Regions from separate parts of the Pan troglodytes genome. Here region 2 is linked to region 1. Evidence: chromatin contacts called from public Hi-C data. All regions are on one chromosome and are shown on one strand. Each heading gives the region's core, a stretch centred on a gene start, on an enhancer-like site or on the middle of the called end of the contact. The rest is flanking DNA. Distances are from core to core; before and after follow the strand shown.

What was found. A called contact is a pair of places that touch in the nucleus more often than the background predicts.
Region 2: a contact with region 1 is called in a Hi-C map of induced pluripotent stem cells, with 2.2 times the contacts expected there. The contact joins the promoter of SLC38A2 here to the enhancer-like site in region 1. A contact is called at or near these places in 2 of 7 Hi-C or Micro-C datasets (induced pluripotent stem cells and stem cell-derived neural progenitor cells), 1 of 1 datasets of contacts at active chromatin or transcription factors (stem cell-derived excitatory neurons) and 1 of 1 other capture datasets (stem cell-derived neural stem cells).

What each region holds. Positions count from the first base shown.
Region 1 is chr10:49,188,517-49,196,420 of NHGRI_mPanTro3-v2.0_pri, forward strand. No RefSeq gene overlaps it. Among named protein-coding and RNA genes, the nearest start is that of SLC38A4, 160 kb to the left of the region's middle. Within about 2 kb of position 5,100, at least 5 of the 24 cell types and tissues checked have an H3K27ac peak or open chromatin away from gene starts, as enhancers often do. A contact at or near this core is called in induced pluripotent stem cells, where this site is marked.
Region 2 is chr10:49,476,869-49,484,772 of NHGRI_mPanTro3-v2.0_pri, forward strand. It overlaps SLC38A2 (solute carrier family 38 member 2), which reads left to right and starts at 4,366. Exons shown (of 16, transcript XM_001164321.7): 1 at 4,366-4,752; 2 at 5,882-6,083; 3 at 6,401-6,482; 4 at 6,631-6,746. The coding sequence starts at 5,968.

The sequences.
Region 1 (7,904 bases), core at 3,850-6,349:
TCAGAAATTTTCAATTTTAAAATATTTTTAGATAATATTTAAGCTCATATCTAGATTTAAAAACGGTAAACTTGTATAATTTTATTGGACTTTTACTCTAGACATGTATATATAAGTATTGCTGGTAATAATAAAGCATACAGAAAATATCTCCCTATTCAATATTTTCTTTGCGATATATTCCTTTCCTGAGTATGAAATAAAGGTGTTATGAAAGTCTATTACAGGGCCCAGTGTGATGATTCAAAATGCCTATAATCCCAGCACTTTGGGAGGCTGAGGCAAGAGGATTGCTTGAGGCCAGGAATTTGAGACCAGCCTGGGCAACTTAGTGAGACTTGTCTCTACAAAAAAAATAGCTGGGCATGGTGGCTTGCACCTGTAGTCCCGGCTAATCCAGAGGCTGAGGTGGGAGGATCTCTTGAGCCCAGGGGTTCAAGGCTGCAGTGAGCTATGATCATGCCATCATACTCCAGCCTGGCTGATAGATCAAGACCTTGTCTCAAATTAAAAAGAAGAAGAAGAAGGAGAAGGAGAAGAAAAGTCTATTTCAGATTTTGGGAAAAAATTCAGTTGGAACAAAGGTCAGTAACATTTGTCTATCCTGGAACCTCAGAAATTGCTACATTTGTCAATGGTTAAGCCTCAGTTTTAGGTAATTTGTGTATTTATTCTCAGTGTGCCCTTTTCAGGATTTCTGTCTTGGTATTAAGTCACTATTCAGGTACTAAAAGAACTTCATCATTTTGTACAAAGCTCCATTTCCATCCTTGTTCCAAATAGTTGAAAAATTGGAAAAATTCACAGTCGGATGGGACATTGGCCTGGCTCATAAGAATTTGACATCTCCTTTGAGAGCCCAGGTTCCTTCACGGTCAACATTTTGCTGCAAGCCAAGATCAAGGTAACAAACTGCTGCAAACCAATCTGCCAGAAGTCAGAGGGTGTCTATAGGCCTGTATCTTCAGCCTATCCACTGTGAAGATAGGCTAACATATCATTTTTTTAATTTTTATTTCAGGTTCAGAAGTACATGTGAAGGTTTGTTACATAAGTAAACTCTTGTCACGGGGACTTTTTGTGCAGATTCTTTTGTCACCCGGGTATTAAGCCCAGCACTCAATGTTTAAAATAACACATACACAAATTTCTACCTATGCTACAAAACATCACTTGCATAATGAAGATACATGAAATCATGCAAAAGAAATAAAAATGTGTTCACGAAGCAAAGTGATTTTCTTGTAAGTAGAGATGTTTGCCTTGACATTAGGATTCAAAATAACTTGCAAATCTTGAGCAAGGGATTTAACCTTTTATGTATCTTTACTAATAAAGATAAATGCTGACAAACAGGATAAAAACTGTATGAGCCCAGGATGAGGAAGCGTGCTTTATTAGCAGTAATGTGGGTAAACAGCAGGGCTTGAGTCAGTGGTAACCTCACCATGAGTCAGTAGTAACATGATCTGACAGGGGCAGACATACGGTCTGACCCCAATCGAAAACAAAACAAAAACAGTCTTAGGTTCTGAATGCTTCTCTTTAAAAGAGATAGAGACAAACTCAAAAGTGTGCAGAAGAAATTAACTAGGATGGAAACCTGACCTCAAACTATATTCTATGAGGGAAAAATCAAGTAAATAAGGAATTCTATTATGGAAGTTGAAATGGGAGTATGATTACTGTCTTCCAATTATATGGCTGCCTCTGTTCTATGTGGCTTCAAAAGCTAAAAGGGAGGCTGATGTTGACTCAGTGTAAAGAGGAACTTTGTAATTTTCAAACGGCTTAATAATGGAAATGTTGCCTTAGGCTTTCCACATCACTAGAGGTGAAGAAGCATAGCTGGAAAAAAATTGCTTGACAAGGCTTTTGCAGGAATCAACAGGGAGTTTAGGCTAAATGACCTATAAAGTCTCTCCCAATCCTGAAATCTATGATTCCTTATTCTAAAACAAGTATTTAAAAGTAGCAGAATGTGAGTGCACACCAGATATCTCAACTCTATTTAATCATCCTTATTAGTGGAAATTCTCCATGAATCACAGCCATAATGTGTGTGAATAAAAAGCTAACCAGCTGTGACACCAGACAGGGTCCAAATATTGGTTCTGCTACTTGTTGACTGAGTAGATGTGGACTAATCAATTAACCCCTCTGAGCCTCAGTTTCCTGTAAAATGGGGATAACTGCATGCACCTTGCAGGAGTGTGGATAGATTTGAGGTAGCGCATGCAAAGCGTCTAGCCCTAAAGTAATTCTCAATCCACAGCAGCTATTATTATTACCATCAGAGAGTGTCTGAAACACAATAATTCAGTTACAATAATGAAATTCTGAACTCAGCTTAACTTGATGAACTTTACTGCCTTATATGAAAGAAAAATACTGCTCAAGTAAGGAATGAAAAGAGAATAATAGTCTCAACTTTAAGGAACAATATCAAACTTCTTTCTTCACAAGTATAGAATCCTTTTAAATTTTGCACATTTCAAAATCACTTAAATACTGTTTGTTTAAATCTCACAATCGAGAGTATAAATTGATAAACCTTGGCTAGAAACAAACATAGCTTGACCCGTAATGTGCAAAAGGCATGTCACAGTCCAAGAACAGACAAAATGATCTCAGAGGGCAGCTTCTTTCTCCACTCACTTAAATCCTAAGCCAGAGGTGTGTGATTTCTCAGCAAGAAGCACAGTTTTCTTTTCCCTAGTTTATTTTAGTCATGGAAGTTGGTGAAGATGTGTTAAAATATGTTAAGGATGTTAAAGTATCAAAATGTTGTCATTTCTCCTTCAGAGAGATGAAAGAAGGTGTGAGCATAATTTTTATTACTTTGTGTTTACTAAACTCTGATTGAAAGCATCAATCTTGGTAATATTATGAATATATAGATTTTCTAAAAATTTCCCAGATCTGCTCTTTAGTTTTGGCTGCCAGTATACAGTATTTCATGTGACAGTGGGAAGGCTTATGGGCTCTACCTTAAAGAGACCTGGACTCTAGTCTGATCTTGGCTTGTGTGTCATCCTTCTAAAACATAAATCAGATCATGTCTGTTCTCAACTCAAAACCCTCCAGGGCCTAAAAGCTCAGAGCTCTTACCACACCCACCAGGCCCTGTGGGATGTGCCTCCTCCACTCCCTGCTCTCAGATCACATTCCCTGCCCCTCTTGCCCTTCACTTTTGCATTCTGGCCACCTTGGCCTTTAAGTGGGAGTCCACCTCAGGGCTTTGCACTTGCTGTTCTGTCTGCCTGCAATGTTCTTTCCACAGATATCCGTGCAGTTCACTCCCTTACCTCATTTGGGACTGTGCTCAAATGTTGCCTTCACTGAACATTCTTTCTAAGAGAGGACTCCCTTTCATCACCCTTTAGCCCTCATCTTGCTTGATTATGTTTTCTTTAACATTTAGCATTACCTGACCTTGTATATATTTCTTTGTTTAATTTTTATTAAATATCCCCCTTCCCACTAGAATAAAAGTCCATGAAAGCAGTGACTGTGTTTGTTTTGCTCACTGCTGTAATCCCAACATGTAGAACAATAGTACCGAGCACATGAAAGACACACAATAAATATGTGTTGAATTGATTAAAGAATTACTTTGAATAAGATACATAATCTCACTTGTGTTCCAGTCTGTAAAATGAGGAGGTTGAATTAGAAAATCTTTAAGTTATGCTCATGCTCTAACATTCAGTGATTTCTTAGTTTCCTAAGCCAGTTTTCTCAATTATTGTATTAGAAAAAGGAACACAAAGTTCCTTAAGGAACAATATGCTTCTGAGATACCCAAAGTTCTAAGTAAATATTATATTAGCATCACTATAACGTAAAATATTGCTCACGAAAAACATGTTACCATTCAGTCTTTTAAATATATTCCTCAAAAGACATCATCTCAAATATCTAGACACCAACCTTTGTCTGGGAAACATATCAGTTTTTCCATTGTTTTTGTGGCAACACTGGACACCCAACTCCACAATTATGAACTGTCACCTCCGTAGCTTGGAGTGGATGAAGAGATAAATCATTCCTTTAATGTCACAAACAGAATTCAGGACTTGGCTAAGTAAAATATGTGATGGTACACAGATTTCATTATATCTAAAGACAGCCAGCTCAAAAGAGGGTTCTAAGAATATTGGACCAATCAGTTGTCTTCAGCTTGCAAAAGCTGCCTTGCACTGGGCCATCAGTATTACCATTTTGCCCTCAATTACCAGCTATCTTTCTTTTCATAACATGTTAGATAACTTTTAATATTCACCTTCCAAAAATATTCAGTGGTATACCCACCTCAATCTTAGGGTTGACAGAACTGGGGATCAGAGAGAAAGAGAAATACAATGAAGAATATTTTCTCGGTTCTGTATCACTGTGTCTCTGGGGCCTAGAGTATGGTTGGTACTCCATAGATATTTATTGAGTGAATGGTGGAGTAGTGGAGCTAGGATGTAAACCCAGGTGTGTCCAAATAAGGCCAGTTCTTTGTTCATTCTATCCTGTGCCCTCCCAACCCTCACAAAGTCAGAAAGGTCAGAGGCAGCCAAGGTGAGGCAGAAGAGATTCAGTGATCTTGAGGCTCCTTTCCTAATTACCACTATGCTGTATTTGTGTCTAGAAAATGTCTGTCATCTTGGACTCATGAAACATGAGAATACAGTTAAAAATCAACAAATACAACAACAACAACATTAGGACTAAGGATCAAACATCCTAGTTTCAAATCCTGGCTCTGACTCTTACAACATACCAATCTTTGGCTATGCCACCTAGGCTCCTTGAACCTCCGTTTTCTTATCTCTGTAGATAAGAACCTCTGTTTCTTATTTTAGATGTTGCTAATCTCCTACTCAGAGAGTTAATGAGAAGATGTACTACCTGGCACTTAGTAGGTCCTAAGAATATGTGTTCATTATAAAACACAAATGAAAGAGACCATGATTATACAGGTCTCCCAGTCTATTTCCTGTGACCAGCTTGTTCATTAATGAGGCCAGTTACCACTAGGGGACACTGAACTAGCAAGAAACTAAGAAAGAATCAGACTGAAGGAGATCCATACACCAGTCAGTATTGGAGCTCCTGGCTTCTCCCTCCTTCAACAGATTGTTGAACTGCAATTGTTCTCATCACAGTCTCACTGTTGTAGAGGGAGCATTTGAGAGAGGGGTACTCTCTCAGGATGACTAAGCAGTCCAAGGCTATAAGGAAAGAATTCTGTTTCAATGCTGTGGTTAGGTAGCAACATTAGTATTTACATATATGTCTCCTCATTGTTGCAACAGCCACAGAAAGATAAGAATCTCTCCACTGAATTTTCTATTAGTGGCAGGTTCTAGACTTAATCAAATGGTCAGAGACCTCCCTTGGTGTTTTTTCTAATTTCCTGAGACTGAAACTTTTGGCAGCCCATTGTATACGTTTAGCAGGAAAATCCAAGTGAGTTGTATTTGCCTTGCTCATGTGAAAGATATGTTTGTACATATGTCATGTTCTAAATAATGACTTGCACATATCATTGTTTAGAAAAATCCTGTCCTTTGTTCCTTTCTTAACCCTGTGCAAAGGAAGATTAAACTTCTTGGAGATGCTCCGGCCAGCATTACCAGAAAAGGAAGTCAGAAATGAGAACTTGAGGCCACCCCTTGCATATTTCTTTAACACAAGACAGAAACATTCACCCTCCCTCTACACTGAATATTATTTCAGAGTTTTCTGCTTGAGATTACAAAATCTTTAACGGCAAAGATAGAATTCTATGACGTAACAACTCAATAAAGGTCCTGTTTCCAAATGCTCCTCCTGATCAGCACAACCATATAATTTATTATGCAGTCGGAGCCATTTTTTAGAGTGAAAGGGGATGCTCATAATGATTATGACAGAGGGGCATAAACTGATGAGTTTGTGATCACTTCATGCTTAATTGTGTTTAGAAACTGTTGAGACATATACAATCTTAACATTTTACCTTCAAAACATTCATCTTAGAAAATATCTTTACATGAGAAGTATTTGTGCTTATTCTGTACAAACAAGGCTGTCTTGATTCTCAGGGCAAGTTAGTATCTGCCTCCTTGCAGATGGGTGGAGTATTCTCTCTCTTGCTCGCTCTCTCTCATTTCTAAGCCTTGGTGAGCCCTTTCTTTAAGCAGTCTCTTTGGCACCAATATTTCTTCTAAAGACTTCCTTCCAAGACCCATTCCTCTCCCAGGCAAACTCTGTGGAATTACTCTTATCTTCTCTCTGTGACTGTTTTGTCTTCTCTATTTAAAAATGTGTCTATGTTATTATAATTCCAAAAATTTTTCTGCTAGTTTTCTATTCTAAACAGTAGTTATAATCTATTTTTGCAAGAAGGAAAATTACATATCAATTGTTCAATTAATGTCTTCTAAAAGGTAAAATGTTGCTTCTGTGTGTTTAATATGAATGCAGAAACAGAGAGACAGAGCCTGTCAGCAGAGGAGGTGGATCCTGCCATGGAGACAGGCAGATACCCCGGGTTATATATCGAGGTAAAATTATACACGTGCTCACCAACCGGGTAATTTCCTGTGAACAGTGGAGTCAGTATATTTACTGGAAAATCTCATTGAAAGGAAATGAGCATTATGAGCCCACTTGAATACTACATATTAAAATTCAGACTAAATAAGGAAGTAGAAAGGAAGTCACAGAGCAAAGAGTATGGAGAAGACAAAATACAGGGACCACATTTGTTGTTCTCTCTGCCTCCTGGGCACAGAATAAACAAATATTGGAATATTTGTTATTTAAAAATTATCTTCATTCTTCAGACTCCTTCCTGATCACTTTAGGTGGGAGATGATATATATGCATAACACAAAAGTAAAACATAAAAATCAAAGCCTCCTGGTATTTTTTTAAAGTGTGTTCAGGTTTCCTAAGCTAAGTCTTCTCTTTTTTGTACAAGAGACACTTCTACTTTTGTTCTTACTAGCCCATTTGTTCAAAATAGAAGGTTCTAACAACAACAGTTTTTTTAAAAGTCCCCCAGAGTTGTAAGCTCAGAGATACACAGAGCTCCAATTAGGTAGTAGCTCTTGTGAGCAGCTTAAAACCAGCATTCCAGAGTCCGGCAGTCTGCAAGGCATTTGGAAAATCAGTTCTGTATTTCCCTTAATAGCCAACCCCAATCATCCACATATATATTTATTATACGCTTTCGTACATTGTTCTAAATAACGACTTGCACATATCATTGTTTAAAAAAATCCTGAGCACACCCGTTGGTAAAAACACCACTCCAACTTCTCCACACACTTAGTCGCTTTCTTTCCCTCTTCTCCCACCTTTGGCCGCTCTGAGGCACAAAATGTTCAGTGAGCAGGACCCATCATTATTTCTCTAGGGACCCTGAACACTGGCCTTCTGTTTATAAGTTCATTTCCCAGACATTTTCTCAGAACACTCAACCGACAGTTAAACCCTATTAGTTAATTTAGTCTCCATGAATATGCTGTACACGGCCCCTTATTTTCTGGTAAAAACTAAATTAAACAAACAAAAAAAAGACTTGCAAATGTTTTTCTCATAAATAAAAAGGTGTTAGCTACAAGAGTCTCTTATACAAAGGCGTAGAGGCAGTTAAGAAAAAAAAAATTTTTTTGAGCACTAAAGTACAATTTTGCATCCAAGTGGGGTGGAAATTTTGATGCCAGTGTATATGGGCATTATAATTATAGATTAGGTGATTTCTCCTGGGTCCTGCCAGGCACAAAGAACATTTGGCTATGTGTGTGTCAATTTAACTGAAGTCATTACTCAGGAAACAGGCTTATGCTCCTCACTTAACATGTTCTTTTTAAAGCACTGGGATTGGCTCACTAAAAGAGCCTTTTGTAAAGTAATAAAACTTT
Region 2 (7,904 bases), core at 3,116-5,615, 290 kb after region 1:
AGAGGCTGCCCTGCAAAGACACTAACATCAAATCTAATATGTAGACAACAGGAAAAGAAGTGTCACCAAAAAAAAGGATATTTATAAAGCACTAAGTTGAAAGTAAAGTGAGATCAGTTTCAAATGGGATCACCAAATAAAGAGGAGCTGATACAAGTTGTGATATTTAAGCTGGGCTTCAAAGGAAGGATATAATTTAAATATATAGTGGCAGGGAAGAGGAGGTATGAAGAACATTCCAAGTAGTAGAAATGGTTTAAATGGAAAACAGTTTATATTGAGAACACTGAGCAACAAATATTGGCAAAAGCATAGGGTATATGAAGGGGAATATATTGGTTATCTACTGCTGAGTAATAAAATGTGCCAAAATGTAGTGGCTTAAAACAATAAACATTTGTTATCACTTGTTTCTATGGGTCAGAAATCTGGGCTGAGCTTATCTGGTCCTCTGGCTAAGGTATTAGCTGGGACTACAGTCATCTCAAAGTTCAAATGGGTGGAATCTGCTTCCACACTTACTCATATGACTATTGGCAGGCCACAGGTTCTACCTGGTAGTTGCCAGAAACATCCATTCCTTGACATGTGGGCCTCTCCATAGGACAGCTCACAAGATGGCAGCTTGTTTCCTTCAAAGCAAATGAAGGAGAGAACCAGAGAAAGTGAACAAGAGAACAAGATAGAAGCCACAGTCTTTTTTTTCTTTTTTTTGAGAAGGAGTTTCGCTCTTGTTGCCCAGGCTGGAGTGAAATGGCGTGAACTCGGCTCACCGCAATCTCCGCCTCCCAGGTTCGAGCCATTCTCCTGCCTCAGCCTCCTGAGTAGCTGGGATTACAGGCATGCGCCACCATGCCCAGCTAATTTTTGTATTTTTAGTAGAGACGGGATTTTGTCATGTTGGTCAGGCTGGTCTCAAGCTCCTGACCTCAGGTGATCCACCCTCCTCGGCCTCCCAAAGTGCTGGGATTACAGGCATGAGCCACCACGCCCAGTCTGTCTTTTTGTAACCTAGCCTCAGAAGTGACATGCCATCACTTTTGCCACATAGAAGTGCATCACTAGGTCCAGCCTATATTCAAGGAGAGGGGATTACAAATATGTATGAATACCAGCAGGTGGTGATTTATTGGGGCCTATCCTAGAAGCTGCCTACCACAAGGAATAATGGGAAATAAGATTGGAAATATGGGCTGGGACAGATAAAAGAAAGCCATAGAAGCTAATCTGCGAATGAAACTATACAATTGGAAATGGAGGGTAGAGAAAATCAAATTTTATATGTAAGCCCACTTTTGGCAAATTGTAGTGCTGGATAAATAGAATTTTGAGGGTCATCTTAAAAACCAGTTGTTTAACAACAAGTAGAAAATGTCAACCAATGACAGCTTCCAGGAAACAGACCCACTCTATTTTATCAGGAAATAATGGTCAAAAAATTGTACAGAACATAGCTACCTACCTTCAATAAATAGTTCTAACAATCTATCCTGACAATGCATTCCTGAAAATCCAGAATTGATAACTGATTTTTGTGACAGTTTTTCTGTCTTAGGATAGGAAATAAGATTCAATTTCACTAGCTTTCAAAATTCTTTGACCCCCCCCAAACCACAGCAAGAAATACATTTTACATCAGCAGTCCCCAACATTTTGGCACCAGGGACCGGTCTTGTGGAAGACAATTTTTCCACAAAAAAATTGGGGGAGATGGTTTCAGGATGAAACTGTCCTACCTCAGATTGTCAGGCATTAGTTAGATTCTCATAAGAAGTATGCAACCTAGATCCCTCACATGTGCAGTTCACAATAGGGTTTGTGCCCCTATGAGAATCTAATGCCACCACTGATCAGGCCAAATGCTGGCTGAACTGCCACTCACCTCCTGCTGTGCAGCCCAGTTCCTAACAGGCTTCAGACTGGTACCAGTCTGCTGCCCAGGGGTTGGGGACCCCTGTTTTACATCACAACTCATAATACACACACACATATATATACAGACACACATAATCACATATATGTATACATATGTATACATATATACACACATATATATACACATAATCAAGATAAAAGATTTACAGAATATAGTACATATGACATACTGATTTTTTTAAAAAATTATTCTGTTCTACTGCATTGAAGAAAATAGAAAGCTAGTACTAATCCACTGAATTCATCACTATCCACCACTTGGTCCCATTCTGAAAGTTTAAAAAATGCTGCTCTTCTAGAACATTAGCTTAGAAATCAAACAAAATTATAGCGCACTGACCAATAGGTATTTGGCAATATCGTTTCCCAGAAATTGAATGAGGACACTGTGTCCAATGCATTCGAGCCCAAAACATAACAGCAATTGCTCAGAGCACATCAGGCCTCAGTTGGAAGTCTGATGGAGTTAGCAGGCATGCCTCAGTTTGGCCCTCGAAAAGACCAATCAAACTGGCAATAAAAACATGGAAGTTTCACCCCTCCACCCTTCTTTTTTTGTCATTTACTGTTCAAGTTCTGATCATACAGAGACCAGATCAATATTGCAGCTCCCCCCCGCCCCTGCCCCCCACTTTGCCCTCAGCTGTACAGGTATTGTGCTTCTCCTAAATATGTGTTGCAATACAAACCACCAAAAAGTCCAAAAGACATGAGATTTACTTATAGTGCCACTTGCCACCCATAACTACCAACCCTGAGGGCCTCCTTAGCACCTCTAACTGGGCAGAGGAAACGACCAGAGATTCATCTGGAATGAAAAAGTGGTTTAAGACCTTTTGATTGTTATCAGTTGAAACCTAATATAAAGAAACTTCCTGGGACTCCTCTCTAACCTACCACTACCAAGATTGTTGTGACAAGAAGAGTTGATTGATTTTACTGGGGAATGTATGTGGAAGGAAGATAGTTTTTTCAGCCCTAATTGTGTGTCAAATTCCAAACCTGCCCTTGGGGAGTTCACAATCTTTGGGCAGATGATACTACCAATAGTCTGGAACGATTTTGAGTGCATGACAGCACGGATTTTTAAAAGTCCGTCACCATATTGTTTTAGAAAATAGTACCTGCAAAAAGAGGGCTGAGTACGGAGGGATTAAGGCATGCGGGGCGCTTTCCTGTGGCTCGAAGACTAAGCCTTGCATGATAGCGGCATTTAAGGGGATGAGAGGAGATTGGACACTAAAGCAAGAATGGCTATTATTTAAGACTGGCCTGAACAGAGTAGAAGGTTTGCGGTAGGGAAGACTGGCCTGAACAGAGTAGAAGGTTTAGGGTAGGGAACACAGGAGTGTGATGGGGGAAATCGGGACCTCGCTTGTCAATCATAAACACTGGTGCAGGCGAGGGCACCCGAAGCCTCACGTGCGGCGGAAATAGGCAGTTGTACGGATTTCCTCAGTAAAACATTGAAAGCAAAAACTGCGATCACACCCAGCCCTTTCCTCTATGCCCTGCCCAATTTCTCCCAAGTCCCCAAAAGGAAGAGAGCAGTAGGTCAAACTTGTTTATTCATTCATTCCATGAACATTTCTCTCTCCTAAGGGGTCTTTGTTTCCTGCAAGGGAGTGAGTCTTGCCTTTCCCGCAGCACCAATTTTTCCACAGCGAAGGGTCTCCCTAGTTGCCTGGCTCAGCAAGACCACATCACCATTGAAGGGAAAGGACCAGGCTCCGCAGAAAGCGCCTCAGACCCGCATTCAGACAAGGCAGTGCCTTTGCCGGGGGCGGCGGTGGTGGGATAAGAGAAGCAACGTGTCAGCGAATGGAAAACTGGGGACTCCCAAACGGCCTTAGGAGCGCCGGGCTCCCCACTGGGGCCTCTTTCTAAGGCGCCTGGCTTGCTGGCCAAAAGGTAGCCTTTCCGCTAGTCCAGTTTCCATGGCCGTACAAAAAGCACATCCCGAAAAGGAGCTGCTCGCCGACCTCCGGCTAGTTTTGAAGAGTGAAAGCAGGTCTAGGTGGAAAAGAAAGAACAACAAACCATCAGGACAACCTTGCTGCCTTGGCCCAAGTTTGTGAGACAAAACCTCACTGTAAATCACAAAAATAACAATCAAGAAAGTGTTTGGTGGGAGGGTGGTGTCCCCCAAAAGCCTTGATGTGTCCCCCGAAAGCAAGGACTGCTGGTGACTCGGACAGGAGAAAATTTTAAGGAGATGGCTCCTCAAAGACAACCGCATGTGTTGAGCACCAACCCTGGCTGAAAAGGATAGGCAGGGGAAGCATCTGGGGGTCTTTCCAGACTATCTAGAAAGCTGGAGAGAGTGGGCTTGGGCTTTGCGGGAGAGTCTTGGGGGCGCCTGCGGGCGGGGCTGGGCCGCGGGCGCGGGCCGCAGAGGGAGGGGCAGGGAGGCGGGGCCTCGGTCTGGGCGGGTCGGAGGCGGGGCCCAGGTGGTGTTGATACACAAAGAGAAGGCGCCCGGGCGGCCGCGGTCCCGCCCACTGACGCGTTCCCGGGGTGCCGCTATAACCCGCCGCTCGCAGGGCTGCTCCAGAGCCGCGCGACGCCGCCGCCTTAGAACGCCTTCCCAGTACTGCTAGCAGCAGCCCGACCACGCGTTACCGCACGCTCGCGCCTTTCCCTTGACACGGCGGACGCCGGAGGATTGGGGCGGCAATTTGTCTTTTCCTTTTTTATTAAAATTATTTTTCCTGCCTGTTGTTGGATTTGGGGAAATTTTTTGTTTGTTTTTTATGATTTGTATTTGACTGAGAGAAACCCACTGAAGACGTCTGCGTGAGAACAGAGACCACCGAGGTAACGCGTGCGGGGGGGCGTCTGTGGGAAGGGCGCGGGGCCCGGGCGAGAGTGGGGGAGGGGCTTCCGGGAGGGGCCGCGCGGGAAGGCGGCCGCGGGGTCCGTTTCCTTTCGAGGCGGGCGTTGTCGGTTGGGCTGGCCAGCCTTCCACCCTGGCCCGCCGCGCGGGTGTCGCGCCCGCGACGTGGGCAGGAGAGCGGGCGCTGGGCGGGGGCCGCGTGCCTGCACGGTGCGGAGCCGCATCTTCCCATTAGGGGGAGGGGAACTAGCCCGGCCAGCGGCTCTGCTGCGGCAAGTCTTGTGACTGATTTGCATTTAATAATAAAAAAAAAAAATTAAGTCCAGGGAACCAGGAATCTGGGGGCGGCGGAGGTGGGCTTGGGCATGTATTACAGGAGAGGCCAAGATTGGGGAAGACGAGTTGGGAACATTTGACAATCGACGATCGATATTGCATCAGTTTTCTTTCCGGACATAGGAGGGGCTGGGCGGGCGTAGCACTCGCGGGCCAGCTGCCTGTGGACGGGTGTGCTTGAGGGCACTGGCGCGCGTGTGTAAACAAACCCCCAGCTCCCGGGGCCCGGGCGTTCGCCCCCCTCGAGAGAGGAGTAGTGTCGGCCCTTTCCGCCTCCTGGGGAAGGCTGTCTGCGGCAGAGGCATTTCCCCGTGTGGGGACTCCGGGCAGTAAAGGACAGATTACGCAGCATTGCTGTTCCAAATGCTAGAAACGGAAAGCCGTGCGCCTAGGTTGCATGCACACGAGCCAGGGTCGGGGCTGGATGTGTGCCCTGAGTGCCTGTGCACGTTTGGAGCGACTGGGAAAAAGCAAAACAGAACCCCCCTCGCCCCCTCCACTCCGACGAGGGACAATAGAGAGGGTGAAATACTGAAATCTGCCGGAGTAGGGGGCCTCGACGGCCGCAACACAGCGGTGGCATCATCTTTGTTCTCCGCGGCTCCGCCGTCTGTACTTTTCCGCCCCTCGGCGCGCCCCCGCCCCTCGCGCGCGGCTGGTACTTTTCCACTCGCCTGGCCTGGGATGAATCAGCCGCGCTGCGCCTCCCGGCGGCGTCACGTGACCGCGGCGGGCTGGCGCTGCGGTCCTGACGCGCCGCCTCTACATTCGCAGGCCGACTCGCGGGCCGCTGCACCCACCGCCAAGGACAAAAGGAGCCCAGCGCTACTAGCTGCACCCGATTCCTCCCAGTGCTTAGCATGAAGAAGGCCGAAATGGGACGATTCAATATTTCCCCGGATGAAGACAGCAGCAGCTACAGTTCCAACAGCGACTTCAACTACTCCTACCCCACCAAGCAAGCTGCTCTGAAAAGGTGGGAGAAGTTGTGACACTTTTGAAAAAACGGCTTGCATGGGTTGGGTTCAGGGAGTTACCTAGGACTCTGCTTCCATTGCTTTAATTTGCTATAGCATTTAGAGAAGGTGCGTAATCTCTGAAAGAGTATCCGATTATCTTGTAATGACAAGATAGCTGGTGTGAAAGTCAACTCCTAGTTAATATTTATACATTAAGTAAAGATGTTGTATCAGAACTATGCTGTTGGAGGGTATTTTATGTTAAAGCAGTCTTGTGTGTAATGATAGATATTTCAATCCAGTTTACAATTATATATGTCTATATTTTTTGCAGCCATTATGCAGATGTAGATCCTGAAAACCAGAACTTTTTACTTGAATCGAATTTGGGGAAGAAGAAGTATGAAACAGAATTTGTAAGTTAAAAATAGTAATTTGTCTGTCAGTGGCTTTATGGAGTAAAAGAATAGTTTTACTTTTAGAATTCAAATCTAACTTGCCCAAAGCTGGTTTTCTCCATTTAATTATTGTTATATGTTTGGTTATCGTTTTCCCTCTATGTAGCATCCAGGTACTACTTCCTTTGGAATGTCAGTATTTAATCTGAGCAATGCGATTGTGGGCAGTGGAATCCTTGGGCTTTCTTATGCCATGGCTAATACTGGAATTGCTCTTTTTATGTAAGTATGTGTAAGTAGTGAGTCTGCCATGCAGGGCAGTTACTATGGTAAAACATATCTTGGCTCCAGAAACTGAATTTACAGTTGGAGTAGCTGACTCAAAAGTTACTTGCTTAAAATTAAAAGTATGAGAAACCCCAAAAAATCTCTTTATTCTACTACATACTGCACAATATCAAGAAAGCCAACTAGAAAAAAATAGGGCAGTCCTTAAAACTGACAAATTAAGCCAGAAGTCTTCTAAGTCAGTGGGAATAGTTAAAACAAAATGGTAACAGATGGTAGATATTAAAAAGAACTATGGCTAAATCCAGGGTAGGTATAAATTTTGTTTTGGCAAATCAGAAGCTGAAAATCCTAATAAGCTCCAAATCATTTTGGTAAATCGACACAGTTCTTAAGGACCTGTGGCCCCTTACGTGAATAAGGAAAAGAAAATTTCTCTAAACATACAGGGTGTGGTGGTATTTACCCAGCCTGGAACATGTTTGTTTTAAGACGAGGGAGTCATATTTCTGGACCCTGAAAAGCAATCCATACATGTTTTTTTAATGTTTGCTTTTGTCAGACCTGTTCGATTGCCACATGTTGTGGCAAAAAATGAATATTTTAGTAAGTACTTGTTTTTAAATGGTTCCCCCCACAGTTGCACAGTTAGACTTAATTACTCCTGTGCTTTCCAGCATAAATACGTGGATAGACTCTTAGAGGTACAGAAGACTTCAGAGCAGTGGTTCTTAGCCATTTTTGCGTCACTGACTCTTGGAGAATATGATAGAAAAATGTGGATCTTATTTCCAGGGAAAAAGCAGAAAACAAAAATACATGCAATCTTAAGCATGTATTTTTCAGTGACGTTTGTATCATAGCCCTTAAGTTTAAGTACCCGTGGACCCCTGGCTAAGGCAATTTCTGTGGAGGATTGTGTAACTTAATACCTTCATTGTACAGATAAGGAAACCATATGTATATAGCATGGAATTGTCCCTTTGTGACAGATGTGTTTTACTTAGCTGACTGGTGCCTTCTACTCAAGTTATTTTCTCCAGCACGATAGAATGTTCATGAAAAGAAAAGCAGACCTTTGCAAATCTCTGCTTTGTGAAATTCCACACTGAGGTTAAGCCTGGCTTTGAGTACTAGATGCTAGGATTCACT